2 separate regions of the Gossypium hirsutum genome follow, and region 2 is linked to region 1. A link is a contact called in public Hi-C data. All regions are on one chromosome and are shown on one strand. The core of a region is the stretch at or near the end of the contact, and the rest is flanking DNA. Distances in the headings are between cores, read along the strand shown. Region 1 holds the start of LOC107959478. Region 2 holds the start of LOC107935803 (probable gamma-secretase subunit PEN-2).

Region 1 (3,579 bases), core at 395-2,894:
CTACAATTTTACCCAAAACTAGAATAAGAGTAGAGTTCCCTATGTTAGTAACAGAATTTCATTTTAGTCCCTCTACTACAAGTTAACGTTTTAGATCAATTCTTGTACGTTAAAAAATTCTTTAAATTAATTAGGACGTTGTTGCAAATTTTCCGTTAAGTCGATGATGTATACAACCAAATGGTGACAAATCAAATTTTTATTAAAATGGACTGCTAATATGAATTTTTTATGATTTTATATGCCACGTCAATAAATATGGATATTTTTTTATAATCCCTTTAATTATATTAGAAATTTTAATAATTTTATATTTTTAATTAATTTTTGTTATTCTCGATTTCTTTATACTTTTGAAATTTTAATGATATTTTTGTTATTTTTTAAAAAATATTACTTTTTAAAATTTTGAAAATAATTATAAATTTATTATTTTTTTAATTTTAAATTATTTGAAGACATAACATATAATACAGAATATTTTTATAAAAAATGTCATGTCAACTATCTATTTAATAAAAAATTGATACATTGCCATTTAACAGTACATGTCAACTATATATTATTGTATTTTTAGAATTTTTTTATAAACAACTTATATTCTTTAACGATTATTTTAACTCTAATTAATTAAATTAATTTGAGATAAATAATAAATAAAAGAGTTAATTCTTATAAAACACTCGAATGAAGAAGTTAAATCAAAAAAAAAATATCTTTATTTGTCTCATTGGCATTATAAAAAGATGTCACTTCTAAGCCATTCGACAACTTCAGATGTTTTCTGAAGGAAAGATTTTGCAGACTCTAAATCCTCTAAAAAGTCTAAAAAGTTCTTGAAGAAATCAAAGAACTCGAAGAAAATTTGATGAACGCCATAGTAGTTTTGAACACAAGCTCTCCCCAATCCGATCTGGTTGCACCAACAAAAAGGAGGCAAAACTTGTTTTAATGATAAAGTCTTGACGATCCTTTAAGCAGACTCAACTATCCAAGATCAAGTTTCAACGACCATTGAAACGAACATTAGTGATTCAAGATCAAGTCTCAACGCAATTTGAATCCAATCAAATCAAATTCTTGAACAAACATCTCGCCAAACTCAACTTCAAGATCAAGTCTCGATGACCCTTGAACCAAACCACATCTTTTTAAAATCAAGTCTGTATGATTGTTGGATCACAGCCAAATAAGAGAGAAGAATCAAATGAATTTTCATTGTAATTAAGAAATATCCAATTATTGTAACTTCTTTCAAAGTTATCAATAATTTTGATATACTTTATTTCGATTTCGAGAGCTTAATTATGATTCTAGACGTGATTAGTATGATAATTATGAGTTTTGAACTTTAGATTAATGTCCATAAATTAGATTACATCAAATCAAGGCTCGATTTTTTTAAAAATAAAAATCAATAACAGGCTCAAACTTGTTCCACCAAAAATAATAAAAATATATTATTTTATATTAATATTTTATATTTTAATAATTAAATTTAAATAAAAATATTTTTAAAAAGATATACTTTAAATTTGGGCCAGGCCAGCCCGAGATAAGCAGAACCCATTGACAGGTCTGTTGACCTGTAAGAGAGAGTCGGTTTTAAGTAAGTATAAAAAAAGACAGATGCAGCTGGTCACTACTCTTCTTCGATTCTCAAATTCCAGTTTCCCACTCAATTCCGTAATAAAATACTTCATTTTCCCCCCTTTTTTCTTCCTTCCTGTGGAAGCTTTGAGGGAAGAAAATCCCTCAAATTCACGTGAACTTCTCAGCCAAAATCAAATAATCATCAAGCAGAGATGCCAATCGAAATGCCCAAAGGGCTGCCTTTCTCAGTGGACACGTTCAGTCCATCTTCGAAGAGAAAAAGGCACCATTTCTTGACCCATGCTCATAAAGATCATACTTCTGGCATTTCCTCTCACTTTTCTTATCCAATTTATTCAACTCATCTCACCAAATCCCTTGTTCTCCTACACTATCCTCAGGTTTTGCCTTTTTCTTTATCATGGTTTTAGAATTTGTAATAATTTTTTTTCTGTTATCTGATTGTTTTCTTTTTTTTTTTCGTGGTTTGGCAGCTTGATGATTCTTTGTTCGTGGGAATTGAAGTAGGGGAATCCATTGTTATCAACGACCCGGATGAGGAATTTCAGGTTACAGCTTTTGATTCTAATCATTGTCCTGGTAATTTATTCATTTGATTGATTTCTTGGTCTATTTTGTCGTTTTTTTTATTGATTTATTATTTGGGAATTGTTTGTTGATTACTTCTCAGCATTGGGTTGTTTGAAATTTGAATGTTGTGATATGGCTTTAAGTTGAGAATTTTCTTTTATAGAGTTCATTTATGTTAACAGTTATACGATTTTGTCCTTGCTTATGCAAACAAAGTACTGAAGGACTCTGTCTGATTGTTATTTATTTATCTTAATTTTCAAAAGCAGCAAGGCAACTAGTGTGTTTGGATGCTAGAGTGAATTCTATAGTTTTGAGTATTAAAATTTTAATCGTCTTGACATTTATTTGAAAAAAAAAAAAGAAACGATGTTGCAATCAGTTTTATCTTGGGGCCATTTTCCTTTTAAATCAATTATCCTGTTGCTTTTGTCTTATAACAAATTATTTTGCAAGTTAAAAGCTAATAACAAAAGGCAAGTAACAAAAATAATAATAAAAGGGAATTTGTAATGGTTTGCATCCTAAATTAATGTATGCTTTTGAAGAGGATCTTGTTGTTTGCATTAATTCCGTTATTGTTCCCATGTAGTACTGATCTGGATAATATCTAGAGATCACTACTTGTTATGATGTACTCTAGTTGGTCTTTTGTGATAAAGAGTTTTGGATTTCTAGTATAGCAGACAATTCTCCTTGAATTAGAAGAAGAATCTCTTCACCATTTACTGATAAATTTTTATATAAGAATGGATTCTAGCATCTGAGCTTCTGACTTGATAGATTTTATGTTACCTGGACTCATGGGTGAGTGTTCGATGCTGATATATGTTCAACATAGGTATTCTTAGTTTTTTATAAGTTTTTGCATATATTTAGAGGATTGTACCTATAACGATTTCCAAATTATGTGTCAGACATAGGTACTTGAGGGAAAGTGGAGAGTCAGGTAACATAGTTGAAAACATGACACTTGCTTTGGTTGTCTTTGACTTTTAGAATTTTACTTTCGTAGATGATGCTTTCTGCTTTTATGAAGAAGTGTGTGGTGTGGGGATGGTTTGGTAATTTTCTCTATATGCATAACCTATTGTGGTTTGAGAAAAATTTGTATTGACATATAGTATGAATTTCAGGAGCAGTTATGTTCTTGTTTGAAGGCAGTTTTGGTAACATCTTGCATACCGGGGACTGTAGACTCACGCCAGAGTGCCTCCAAAATTTACCTGAGAAGTATATTGGCAGGAAAGGAAAAGAGCCACAATGTTGTTTTGATTATGTTTTTCTAGACTGCACTTTTGGTAGATTCTCTCGAAATCTACCCAGCAAGCATTCATCAATCCGTCAGGTAGTCCTTGTTTGCTTAGTGATTTTCGTTTTAATTGTCTTGTCATT
Region 2 (3,579 bases), core at 365-2,864, 270 kb after region 1:
CAAATATAACCATAATGATTCACAAACAAGCAAGGAGCCATATATATCCACTCACAAAAATAAAAAATCGGCTGTTTCGAGTTGGGATTTTGAAAACAAAGAAGGTTTTGATCTTTTAAAATATCATTTTGGTTTTTATTTTGGACTTGAGGAATACATGAGTTCTAAATTTGCTTTCTGCAGTTGAGGGAGAAATGGGTTTACTTTCTTTGGCTGAGGAAGAAACGAAGACGAGATGAGAGAAAAAACATTCAAAGGAATTAAAATTAAAAATACATAAAATTCCATGTATATTTTTTAATTTGCAGATAAATTTTTTAATAATTAGAATCAAATTGACAAATGTATGAATATTAAGAGTTAAATTTTTTAAATTTTTTAAAATTAAGACTAAATTTACCAAATAAATAAATATTGAATGTTAAATTGATTATTATACCAATTAAAGTTATGTAAAATTGAAACATTCACACCGTAATTAATTTTGTTTAATTGCTTAATATCGAAATTAATAAGAATTAAATTTCTTCAATTTTTCAAAAAATTAATTTATTTAATATCGAAATTTAACAAAAATATAAAAGCTTAAAATCTATTTTAAACATATAGTGATATTTATATTTCGATATTTATTAGTAGTAGGATGGGCCTTAATATAATAATAGAAAAATTTTAACAATATTAATAATTAAATTTGTAATATTTATATTTTTAAATTTAATATTTATTAATAAGTTTGGTTAGGTAGATTTTGTTTTGGGTAAACTATATTAATAGTCATCGAAATATTAGTGTTTTTTTATCACCTGATTATGAAAAGTTATAAGATGGTTATTCAATTATAGTAAATTTTTTTTGATCACCCAACAATGAAAAATTACAAATGGTAACCCAACTATTTAATATTGTATTTTCTGGTCACCAGACAACTTTTAAAATTGGCATAATAGCAATATTAACTCTCAACATTTATAATTATGTCAATTTAATCTTGATTTTAAAAAAGGTAACACTCAACATTCACATATTGTGTAATTTGATAATTTTCTTTTTTGCAATTTTACTTTTCTTTGTGACATTGAAGGTTAATTTCAAAAGAACGAGAAAAGATGAATTTTGAATTATTATTTTAGATTTTTGAGTGTTAATCAAATTTAGTTTATAGATTTATTTTTAGGGGTTTTAAGTGAAAGGATCACAAAGAAAAGAAAAATTGCAAAAAAATCCAATTACACAAATTTTGAATGTTGAAGGTTAGAATAATTTTATTTTTGGGATTTTAAGTGAAAAGATCACAAAGAAAAGAAGAATTGCAAAAAAGATTAAATTACACAAATTTTGAATGTTGAAGGTTAGATTTTTATAATAAAAAATATAATATATAAATATTGAGGGTTAAAATTACTATTATGATAATTTTAAAAGCTGTCAACGTTTGCAATTTGGTGATAAAAAAGAAAAATTGAATGATTGGATGACCATTTAATAAATTTTCACAGTTAAATGACCAAAAAAAATACTAATAGATGGATGATTATTTTATAATTTTCCATAATTAGAGGGATCAGAAAAGAAATTTACTAATAATTAAGTCACTTAATTAAACGGAAGGGTCTTCTCCCAAGAGCAAAGCACAAGGTTTCAGCTCCAACGACATCGTTTCGGAGCAGTAGATCCGAAATGGAAGCCTCACAGTCGCAGGCATCAGCGAACGCAGCCCTGAACCCTCACCCTAACCCTAACAGCAATTACACAAACAATAGCAATTCTATACTGTCATCGACGCCGGTGTGGCCCACAATCGACGGTCCGTTGGGCCTGTCGGAGGAAGAATCGTTAGCCTACGCTCGGAGGTTCTACAAGTTCGGCTACGCGCTTCTGCCTTTTCTTTGGGCCATCAATTGCTTCTACTTCTGGCCTGTTCTCCGTCACTCTCGCTCCTTCCCTCGCCTTCGCCCCTGTAATTTCACTTTCTTCTCACATTATTTAATATTTCCTTTATTTGTTTATTTAATCGAGAATTTTTCGATTTCTTTTCCAAATTCTTGTTGCTGCTTTGATGTTTTTGTCTTTAGCGAATTGATTAAGAATTTCAATTTAAGTTGCTATGTAGTAGATCAATCTATGGAAATCATAGGATTTATTGGCTGTTGTTGCCTTTTACCTTCTTTTTTTTTTTTTTAGCTTTTGACTTGAGAATTCATATGGATGAAAAAAATTGTAAGGTATACTTAAAATTTTAAATAATTAAAATTGAAAATTTAGTATTTTTGAATAACTAAAGTACGTGGTTTTACTTGTCTATTGAACAATTATATGATTGAATGTAAGTTATATTTAGTTATTTGCTGATCACAAGTTAAATACATTATTATTATTAAGTAAAATTTGAGCAATCAACATGCAAACGCTAGAAGTATTGCAATGAATATTTAGACTAATAAGACTTTAGTCTATTTATTTAAAGTTCACAGTTTGGTTAGTGAAAGGCAAAAAAAGAAGTTATAATTGTCTAAGACAAACTCTTTGGACTTGAATTTGATCCGTTGATATTGTAATAATCATTTGCATTTAATCTAAGTTGGTTTGGCCTACATAATTTCAAGTTAGTAGCTATTGGCTCTTTATAGAATCTATTTGGAACCAAGTAAATAGGAGCTTGTACATTGTTTCATTGGAACCCAATAGCCTTATTTGAAGTCCAACATTACAGCCTGGAATGTTGCCCAGAATTTGGTTTACCAATTAAAATGATTAATAGGCAAGGTTAAAAGCCATTCCATTTAACTTATTCTGCTCCATATTGACATTACTGAGATGGAAAGGTAAATTGTTTAGTGTTTCCTGACAACTGATTTCTCTATCCTTTCTCTTGGCTTATATGCTGTGGAGAAGTAAACTAGTTTTATACTGCATTGACCATAGTTTCAAGGAACTTGGTATGTTCCAATTTGTGGCATGTTATGGGAATGAGTTACATCATCCAGTTAATATGTGATACAAAGAGATAGGCTTATTTGGAATGCCACTAAGAATTGTGGTACCACAAGTCTTGAAGGTATCAGAGGCACCTCACCTTGAGGTTTAGAAGGTGCATTTGCTGTTTAGTACTGCACCTTGACATTGTCTAGCCATGTGCCTGAGCCCTTTGTAGCGCAGTTAAAACACAGATTCTACAATGTAAAGTTGTCTTACCAAACAATTTAGCCTTTGGGAAGGTTAAAGGTTCTTTAACAAAATCTTTTTTATCCTTTTTCTAAACTTCTGATATATATTGTTGGATTGTTGGGTTGACTTAGGGTGGGTTTGAATGGGCGATTGGGTATGGTGCGGTGCGTTTAGCTTACTTTTTATTTCACGCAACAGTATCGCTACAGTATCTAATCTCACCACCACCGCTATTTTTACACTAACCACAAGTAAACGCACCGCCCATCCAAACCCACCCTTAGTATGCAGTCTTGTTGTCACTTTGGTGGTTTTGTTGGTAAAAGTAACTTGAAAGACCATCTTTATGGAGTATACATTTATAAACAGTGAAACATAAATGTTTAGCGAAGAATCATGTGGTATTGATGC

Evidence for each region. Hi-C and Micro-C count contacts between places; a contact is called where the count stands out from the background.
Region 2: a Hi-C map of leaf shows a contact between it and region 1, with 2.2 times the contacts expected there. The contact joins the promoter of LOC107935803 here to the promoter of LOC107959478 in region 1. A contact is called at or near these places in 5 of 34 Hi-C or Micro-C datasets (hypocotyl and leaf).

Annotation. Positions count from the first base shown.
Region 1 is chrD04:4,856,223-4,859,801 of Gossypium_hirsutum_v2.1, forward strand. LOC107959478 reads left to right here and starts at 1,645. Exons shown (of 4, transcript XM_041091747.1): 1 at 1,645-1,994; 2 at 2,088-2,193; 3 at 3,321-3,532. The coding sequence starts at 1,806.
Region 2 is chrD04:5,122,313-5,125,891 of Gossypium_hirsutum_v2.1, forward strand. LOC107935803 (probable gamma-secretase subunit PEN-2) reads left to right here and starts at 1,615. Exons shown (of 2, transcript XM_016868422.2): 1 at 1,615-1,960. The coding sequence starts at 1,681.